2 separate regions of the Callithrix jacchus genome follow, and region 1 is linked to region 2. Evidence: chromatin contacts called from public Hi-C data. All regions are on one chromosome and are shown on one strand. The core of a region is the stretch at or near the end of the contact, and the rest is flanking DNA. Distances in the headings are between cores, read along the strand shown.

What was found. Hi-C and Micro-C count contacts between places; a contact is called where the count stands out from the background.
Region 1: a contact with region 2 is called in a Hi-C map of induced pluripotent stem cells, with 2.4 times the contacts expected there. The contact joins two enhancer-like sites. A contact is called at or near these places in 2 of 3 Hi-C or Micro-C datasets (induced pluripotent stem cells and skeletal muscle).

What each region holds. Positions count from the first base shown.
Region 1 is chr14:105,167,404-105,171,660 of calJac240_pri, reverse strand. No RefSeq gene overlaps it. Among named protein-coding and RNA genes, the nearest start is that of TAF1B, 38 kb to the right of the region's middle. Within about 2 kb of position 2,335, at least 3 of the 16 cell types and tissues checked have an H3K27ac peak or open chromatin away from gene starts, as enhancers often do.
Region 2 is chr14:105,003,504-105,007,415 of calJac240_pri, reverse strand. GRHL1 (grainyhead like transcription factor 1) reads left to right here. Exons shown (of 14, transcript XM_078349970.1): 7 at 3,198-3,356. Among named protein-coding and RNA genes, the nearest start is that of GRHL1, 35 kb to the left of the region's middle. Within about 2 kb of position 1,470, at least 2 of the 16 cell types and tissues checked have an H3K27ac peak or open chromatin away from gene starts, as enhancers often do.

The DNA of each region.
Region 1 (4,257 bases), core at 1,086-3,585, 160 kb before region 2:
CTCGGTCAGCATCCAGTTCCTGTCCTGTCCCCACCCCACAGGAGGCCACAGGTGGTCTCCAGAGAAACTGAACCCAGAAGGCTCTAGGTGTGGCAACAGGCTCAGAAACGGGACCACGTCAGCGCAGGAGTAAGCTGAAGACTCCGCGTCCACTGGAAGACCCTCAGCTCCTGCCTCAGCTCCGCTCCCCAGAGTAGACACTGTCTGGGCTCCACCCAGATGGCCTCGGATCCCTGCACTCTCCTGGGGTGTCCCTCCCTGGGTGTCTGCCTCTGGGGCCTTCCATGCTTGCCCTGCAGCTCACCCTGGAAACCAGCCATGGGCCCTGTGTCCACTTGCTCCATCCCCTGGGGTGGCCCTCAGATGGTGACTGGGGGTCATGCTGCCTTGGTTATCCATCCAGAAGCTTCCATCTGAGCAATCGACCTGGAGCAAGTGCGGCCCTGTCACTGTGGCATGGATCTCCCAGTGCTGGTGTGGCCACCTCCTCCCCACTGGTTGAAGAGCTGTGGCCGCCAAGGCCATCATCCCTACCGCCACATTCCTACCTCCTTATAAACGCCATTTCCTTTTCTAAGAGGTTCACCCTCTTTTTAAAATTTTGGTTGCTTCTGACTGCAGCCAGAGCCTAGCAGCAAGGTTATCCGTGTCCCCCGCCCCCCGCCCCAGCAAGGCTGTCTCCACCCTTTCCGGCACTGGGGACTCTTCTCATCTCCTCCCTCCACATGTCCAGTGGGCACCCCTTCTGTGCTCTGCCTATTCTGGAGAGCCCAGAGCAGACGCCCCTGTGCTGCCTTCCTTTGCCCCAGCCTGGGCTCCCCAGTACGAGGGACACAGAGACAGGCTGGCGGTGCTTGGCCGAGTAGCTGTTCCAGAAACCTGTGTTGGGTGCGCGGATGTGTGGGTGTCTGAGGATACATTTGAGGTTCTGAGACAGCCGCATCTTCATTACCCTGCTCCTCCGGGACCTTGGGCCCCAGTCCCCTCACAGGTTCACTGGCACTGCCCAGGTCAGGGCCGAGGTGGCACAGTCACTAAGATCACTCTGATGGCAAACCTCCACCAACACTACTCTGCTATGCGGGGTCCCTCTCTCCATGTGGGCCAGCTCCGTGTGCTCCTCTCCTCCCATAGCCCCTTCCTTCTCCTCTACTCTAACTCAGAAGGGTCGGCTCAGCCCCGTTTTGGGGATTTGGTTGTAAGGATAGCGTAGCTGGGGGGGCGGGGTGGCCGCCCACACAAGGAGGCCCCGCATCCATTTCTGGCCTGGCACTGCCACCCCTCGCTGCTGCCTCCAGTTCAACCTCCTACCCATACAGATAATCGTATTTCAAAGCACAGGTTTCCAATCACACAGCAACCTTCTAGAAAGCCAGTGGCACTACTGAAAAGCCTTAGGGCCTGCCAGGAAGGCTCTGGCTCTCTCCACCCACCTGGAACTCTCTGGGCCTTGGTTCCTAGGTGCCCAGTGCTGGGCACAGTCATCACACAGAGGGCCCCGTGGGAGTGGCCGTGGGTACTCGTGGTGCTACAACTGCTTGCCATGAAGAGGAAATCCTTACAGGGAATTCCTGGATGTGGACAACCAGCCCCAGGCTTGGAAAGCCAAGGTATCGCATTCTCTGCACCCCATCAGCGTCCCATGTCCACTTCAGCGTCACCTCTTTCCCTTTGGTGTGGCCCTGGGCAATTCCGGGTGTCCTCAGGGCCTCAGTTTCTCCTCTGGAACGTGGAGGATGTAGTAGTGAGGACACTAAGAGACCCGGGGAAGTGGTTTACACCGCACAGGCCTGGCCACCGTGGGGTCTTTGTTCTGCTGGTGCTGGAGGGTGATGGGTGGGATCCTCTAGGTCACATGCAGAGCAAGCGATGCAGCCCCCACCCGGGAAGACACCAGCTCGAGCAGGTGTGGGCACGCGGCAGAACAGTGGGAGAGTCACAGGCCTGTGGCCCCTCCCGTTTCCTCCGGGTCTTTCTCACCGACACATCACTGGCTGGTTCCACTGGATGGTCTCACCGACACATCCTCTGCCCTTTGTACTGGGACTCTCTCCCAGGCAGGGGCCGAGATTGACAAGAGGCTGCTGGATGCAGCAGGCAGCCCTGCTCTGCTTCCGCCCAGCGGTGAGATGCTGGCCAAGAAGCTCAGCCTATGTGAAGGAACCAGGCAGAAGCAGCCAGGCCGTTCCCGCTGAGGATGCACTCGAGTCTGTAATGAGCCCACAGGGTGCTGAGCAGAGATGCCCCAACAGAGTGGCCGGTGTGCCCTCACCCCCAGAGATGGCGGAGCTGAGAGCCTAAAGCCTCCCAGGAGGGCCTGGGATTCACTCTGATCCAAACAGCACGAGCATTGCCCTAACTGGCTCTTTCCTCTAGCAAATCCTGTCTTGAGAACCTTTGGAATCTGTGGGTGAAAGCAGCAGGCCTCACATAGCCCCCAAGCAGGATGCACCCGTCCTCTGGAGCAAACAGAGATCCAGGCTGCCTGGGCCCAGCCCAGCTGCAGGAGATGGCACCGCCTGCCCCGATCCCTAGGGCAGGGCTAGGGGTCTCAGATGTCCCAGCACAACGCTCCTGAGTCATGGCCTGGATTACCCCAGGGGGCTGGCTTGGGACATGCACAGGACATGGGTACAGCAACCAGGCAGGTGCTTGGAGCTGGCAACAGGTGTCCTGGCTGCACCCAGCCTGGGACGGGGATCACAGGGCGTGGCCGGGTGGCAGGCGAAACTCTGAGCAGACAGGCAGGGCTGCTGGGCGGGTGTGTGTGCTTACACCCACTTGTACTCTCAGCCTCTCTCTCTCTCACGCACACACTGCACATGCACACAAGCAAACACACACACGGAAACATACAGGCATGCACCCAGAACATGCAGGCACACATGCAGATGTGGCATGTCCACAGCCCTCCCTTGTTCTCCAAGTGCCTCTAGGATCCGGGGACACCTTCGCTGTGGCCACCGCTTCTCCCTATATGAGCTTCTGATGGGCAGAGGTGCTGCCTTTCAGTGACGGTCTCCTGGTACAGGTGCCCAGTGAGGGTCTGCTGCAAGGGTGGGTGGATGGTGAGCAGATGATGGTGGGGGTGGATGAAGGGGCACCTCTCTACTTAATGCTCGCAATTTCACTTAGATGGGCTCATACAGTGGCTGGAAACAGCTCTCTGTTAAAAAAAGAAAAAACCCACTTCAATGACCTTTAAAACAACTTCCAAACAAGCAGAACTAAAATGTAAAAGTGCTTTCCTCCCTTCTACAGGGAAGCACTGAAGGGCGTTTCTGACGTGGCTGTCTGGGTAGATGGACAGCTTGGAATATGCTTGGCTGGATGGGTTTACGCTACTGCTCCGTGGCAAACTGTGTTTTTATTTCAGAATTCCCATCCCCACTTTTCACAACAGGCATGCAAACCTCTCTCCCTTCCCCTTTCCTCATACCCTTTATCATGCACTTATGGTAAAAAACAAAAAACCCTAGCCTGACCAACAAGCTGAGAGAGAACTGACTCCCCGCGGACTCCCTACCTACGAGGGTGTGACTCCAGCAGATCAACCTGCCTCCCCTTCTGTGGACTCTGCATACCTCACTGGGTTGTTTCGTGTTTGTTTGCTTGCTTGCTTGTTTTTATGAGACAGAGTCTCGCTCTGTCGCCCAGGCTGGAGTGCAGTGGCGCGATCTCCACTCACTACAACCTCTGCCTCCTGAGTTCAAGCAATTCTCCAGCCTCAGTCTCCCGGGTAGCTGGGATTACAGGCACACGCCGCCACGCCCGGATAATGTTTGTATTTTGAGTAGTGTTCACTATGTTGGCCAAGCTGCTCTTGAACTCCTGACCTCAGGTGATCCGCTGGCCTCAGCCTCCCGAAGTGCTGGAATCACAGGCCTGAGCTGTGAGTATTACATGAATTCATGTTGGTTTAAACTTTTCAAATTGGGGATAAACTCCCTTGAGACAATTCAGAAGTGCATTGAAGGTTATGGATGCACAGGATAAACATGTTTCTTCTCACTGAAGTGGCAAAGATTTGAGGAAATCATACTGTATTTCCTATTACAGCAAATATGAATCAGAATAGAGAATAATGCAGAAATGCAAGGAGTTTGAAGCTAAAACTCATGACTGGAAAGAAATGTCAAGCTTGGAACTCATAGCGCCAGGCTCTGCTCACCAAAGCTGAGCTCCTCCCCTGTTCAAGGTTGAATTGTGCCCCCAGAAAGAGATGTTTTCATCCTGAACTCCGGTACCTGTAAAGGT
Region 2 (3,912 bases), core at 221-2,720:
CTGTCCTTACCTCTAATTTGTGGATTTGGGGATTGTACTTAAAGTGTTTTTTTTTTAAAAAAAAATGTAAGAAAAGATATAAAGTCAGGCCAGGCGCAGTGGCTCATGCCCTTAATCCCAGCACTTTGGGAGGCTGAGGTGGGCGGATCACAAGGTTAGGTGTTCGAGACCAGCTTAACCAATGTGGTCTCTACTAAAAATATAAAATTAGCGGGGTGTGGTGGCACATGCCTATAATCCAAGCTACTCGGGAGGCTGAGGCAGAAGAATCACTTGAACCTGGGAGGCAGAGATTGCAGTAAGCTGAGATTGCGCCCCTGCACTCCAGCCTGGGTGACAAAGCAAGACTCCGTCTCAAAAACAAAAAGAAATCAAAACACATATTTTCTGTAATGCTGTTGGAATTTGTACATGCCACTTTTGCCTCTATATCTAGATCTAGGTATTTAAATTAAAGCAATTTGCTTATTTACTGGAAATAAGTTTAAATGGAAAGAAAAATCATAGCAGGCAGGATAAGGCACTGTGCTCCATATTGGAAAGGACAAATTATGGAATATGGACCCAGACTGCTAAATATTTACAGTCTAATCAGGGAGATGAACCATGCGCATATCAAAAGGCAAACCATCCCAAGTAGGAGATCAAAGCCAGCTAATCAGGGAAGATGTTGGTTTGGGAGAGACATGGCAGGGTATGAAGAGGAAGGCCCTCTGATGAACCCTGGTGCATCGCTTTCTACCTTTTAAACACCACTGTGGGCTTCATCTGTACAAGTAGGATGATGGTCCCTTTTCCTGTGTGGTGAGGCTGTGCCTGACATGCCCAGCACAGGTCCTGAAGCCACGTGCGCAGTGTGTGGTCCCTCTGCTGTGTGGCCAGCCTGGTGCTTGTGACCATGTGTGGCATGGGACTCAGGCCAGCCTTACAGATGGAGACAGACAGGGGAAGCTGTGGAGGTGGGTCTGCCTGGGAAGCCACTAGCAGGAAGTGGACAAAGACTAAGGTGAGGCGGAATTGGATATGCAGAATGTGTTCAGGGAAGTGAGATCGGCCTGGGTGGAGGGCTTGGGACAAGATCAGAGATGACTTTTAAATCTGTTAACTTGGACTCCAGTCCTCTATCTTTTTAGGATGTGTTGGTCTTTTCCTGCTGAAAAACAGTGTATAGCCTAGAGTGAGGGTAAAACCCCCACCTCAGCATTTTACATTTTGCATGCCTTCTAGAGAGCCATCTTTGTCACCATGATCCTGACTTCCCTCTTCTCCCTCCCTTCCTTCTCCTTCATCTTACAAGTTCATATAGCTGCCCCCACCCCCATTATAAGGTAAATTTCTCCCCATCTGCCCTAGTTCAGCCAGTGACACCCAGTGCTGCTCGTGATGGACCCATTCTTGGTTGTTGACCCAAGGGCTATGTCAGCTCACAGGGCTTGGGTTTGAAATGGGCCAGTCTTGTTTTTAAAACTGTAATTCCAGTAATGTCCACTGTGTGGTGCACATGCATCAGAAATAAATTCTAAAAGTGGTTGAAAAGAAGCTCAAAAACATTTTAAGAATCCAGAATTATAAAAATAGTGGGGAAACGGCACATGTTTGTTTGCTGTACACTGGTTTTCTCTAAGTAGCAGCTTCCAGTGTCGTATTAATAATGTGACTCAGTTTATTTTAACTTTTGAGAAAATGTGCTGGGAGAGAACTGATTTGGATCCCAGGAGAGGAGAGAAGGGTGTGACATCTTCCGCCTTCCATTTGAAGGTGGGGGAATCCCCCTGGATGGGTTCTTTCTTGCTCACTGCGTCACTCAGGCACATGCTAGCAGATGGAGTGAGTGTAGCTGGTGCTAACCTTCTGTACTTGGAAGTCATCTTTAATACTGTACTTGTGGGCTGGGTGTGGTAGCTCCTTCCTGAAATCCAGCACTTTGAGAGGCCAAGGTGATAGGATCACTTGAGCTCAGGAGTTCGAGACCAGCCTGGGCAATATAGCAGAACCCTGTCTCTACAAACAAAAATACAAAAATTAGCTGGGTGTGGTGGTGCACACCTGTGGTCCCAGCTACTTGGGAGGCTGAGGTGGGAGGATGGTTTGGAAGGCAGAGGTTGTGGTGAGCTGAGATCACACCACCACACTCCTGCCCGGACGACAGAGCTAGACTGTCTCAAAAAAAAAAAAAAATTGCTTCTGTAAGAAGTGGTGGCTTGGACTTGGGCACTGATAGGAAAACAGACTTTTGAAACTGTGTTGAGAAGCTAAAAGTTTGCTTTAGATAGTTTCTCCGAAGTAATTTTGTAAATGGTTGAATAGTAGAAGTATTGCTTAAAGAATTGGATTCTTCTTTTCTTTTGTGGACATAGACCTGCCAGCATAACATCTTCCCGGGTTATTTTAGGAAGTTTTCACCACATCTATGTGGAACTTCTTGAATGAGGAACACATTCCTGAGTGTTTAATGATCATTAAGTTATTAACCCATTAACAAACTTTACCATTTTTGTCTTAGTTTTAATCTGGGCATGTAAAGAATCCAATTGTGTTTAAATAAAAGACCCTTGCACCGATATTTCCATACCTAGAAAGGAGTATGGAAATAATTGTAAATTATAAATTATTCCTTGAAGACTGGGCCCAGTGTTACTTGATAACCAAAAGATTAATAAGAACAAACTGGAAAGAACTGAGGACTGTTTAGTCTGGATAGGCAGAGATTGAGAGAGAACTTTATTGGAATCTTATGGTCATAAAAATTGTGGATTAGAGGAACACTGATTTCATAAGTTCTAAAATATTAGGACACAGAGTACTACCGGTTATCCTAAGAGGTTGTGTCAACATAAATATAGGTGGATTCCCAGAAGTTTGTACTGCAGAGGGAGCTATGCTCCTGGTAACTCTGCAACATGGCATAAGGAAAGCTAACCAGCCTCTTCCACCGTCCTAGCTGATACTAAATAGGGATTCTGGAAGGGAATGTAAGCAGAGGCTCAGAGCTGCCGACTCTTCCTCCTCTTTAAGATCTATTTCTATGACCAAAGGCAATTTTAAAATAAACCCCAGATTGCCTCTTTTTAAAAACTCTTTTTTAAAAAATGAGAAGCTGAACTTCTCATTTAAAATGGACTTGAGTAATTGGAGTGATGTTAATATTTTCATGAGCTGTGGCCTGTTGCTTATGGAACCTTCTCTTCTCTTTGCAGGTTTTCATCTCTGTGAACTGCTTAAGCACAGATTTCTCTTCCCAGAAGGGAGTGAAGGGGTTGCCTCTTAACATTCAGATTGATACCTATAGTTACAACAACCGCAGCAACAAGCCTGTACACCGAGCCTACTGCCAGATCAAGGTCTTCTGTGACAAGGTAAAATCAGCAGCGATGCTTGGAACAAGAGTTTGAGACACTCATGGAAAAAGACCAGGGTGTCTTTAATATTTGATATTAAAATGAGAATATAGCTGTTAATAGAGAATAGCTTTGTAAATTTTATTTATTTATTTTTGAGACAGAGTCTTACTCTGTCACCCAGGCTGGAGTGAAGTGGTATAATCTCGGCTCACTACAACCTCTGCCTCCTGGGTTCAAGCAATTCTTGTGCCTCAGCCTCCCCAGTCACTGGGATTACAGGTGCACACCACCATACCTAGCTAATTTTTGTGTATTTTTAGTAGAGACGGGGTTTTGCCATGTTGCCCAGGCTGGTCTCGAACTCCTGAGCTCAGGTAATCTGCCTGCCTCCAGCTCCCAAAGTGCTAGAAATACAGGCACAAACCACAGCGCCCAGCCTTTATCGAAGATGAGGTTTCACTCTGTCACCCAGGCTGGAATTCAGTGGTACAATCACTGCTCACTGTAGCCTCAACCTCCTTGGCTCAAGCAGTTCCTCAAACTCAGTCTCTTGAATAGTTGGGACTACAGG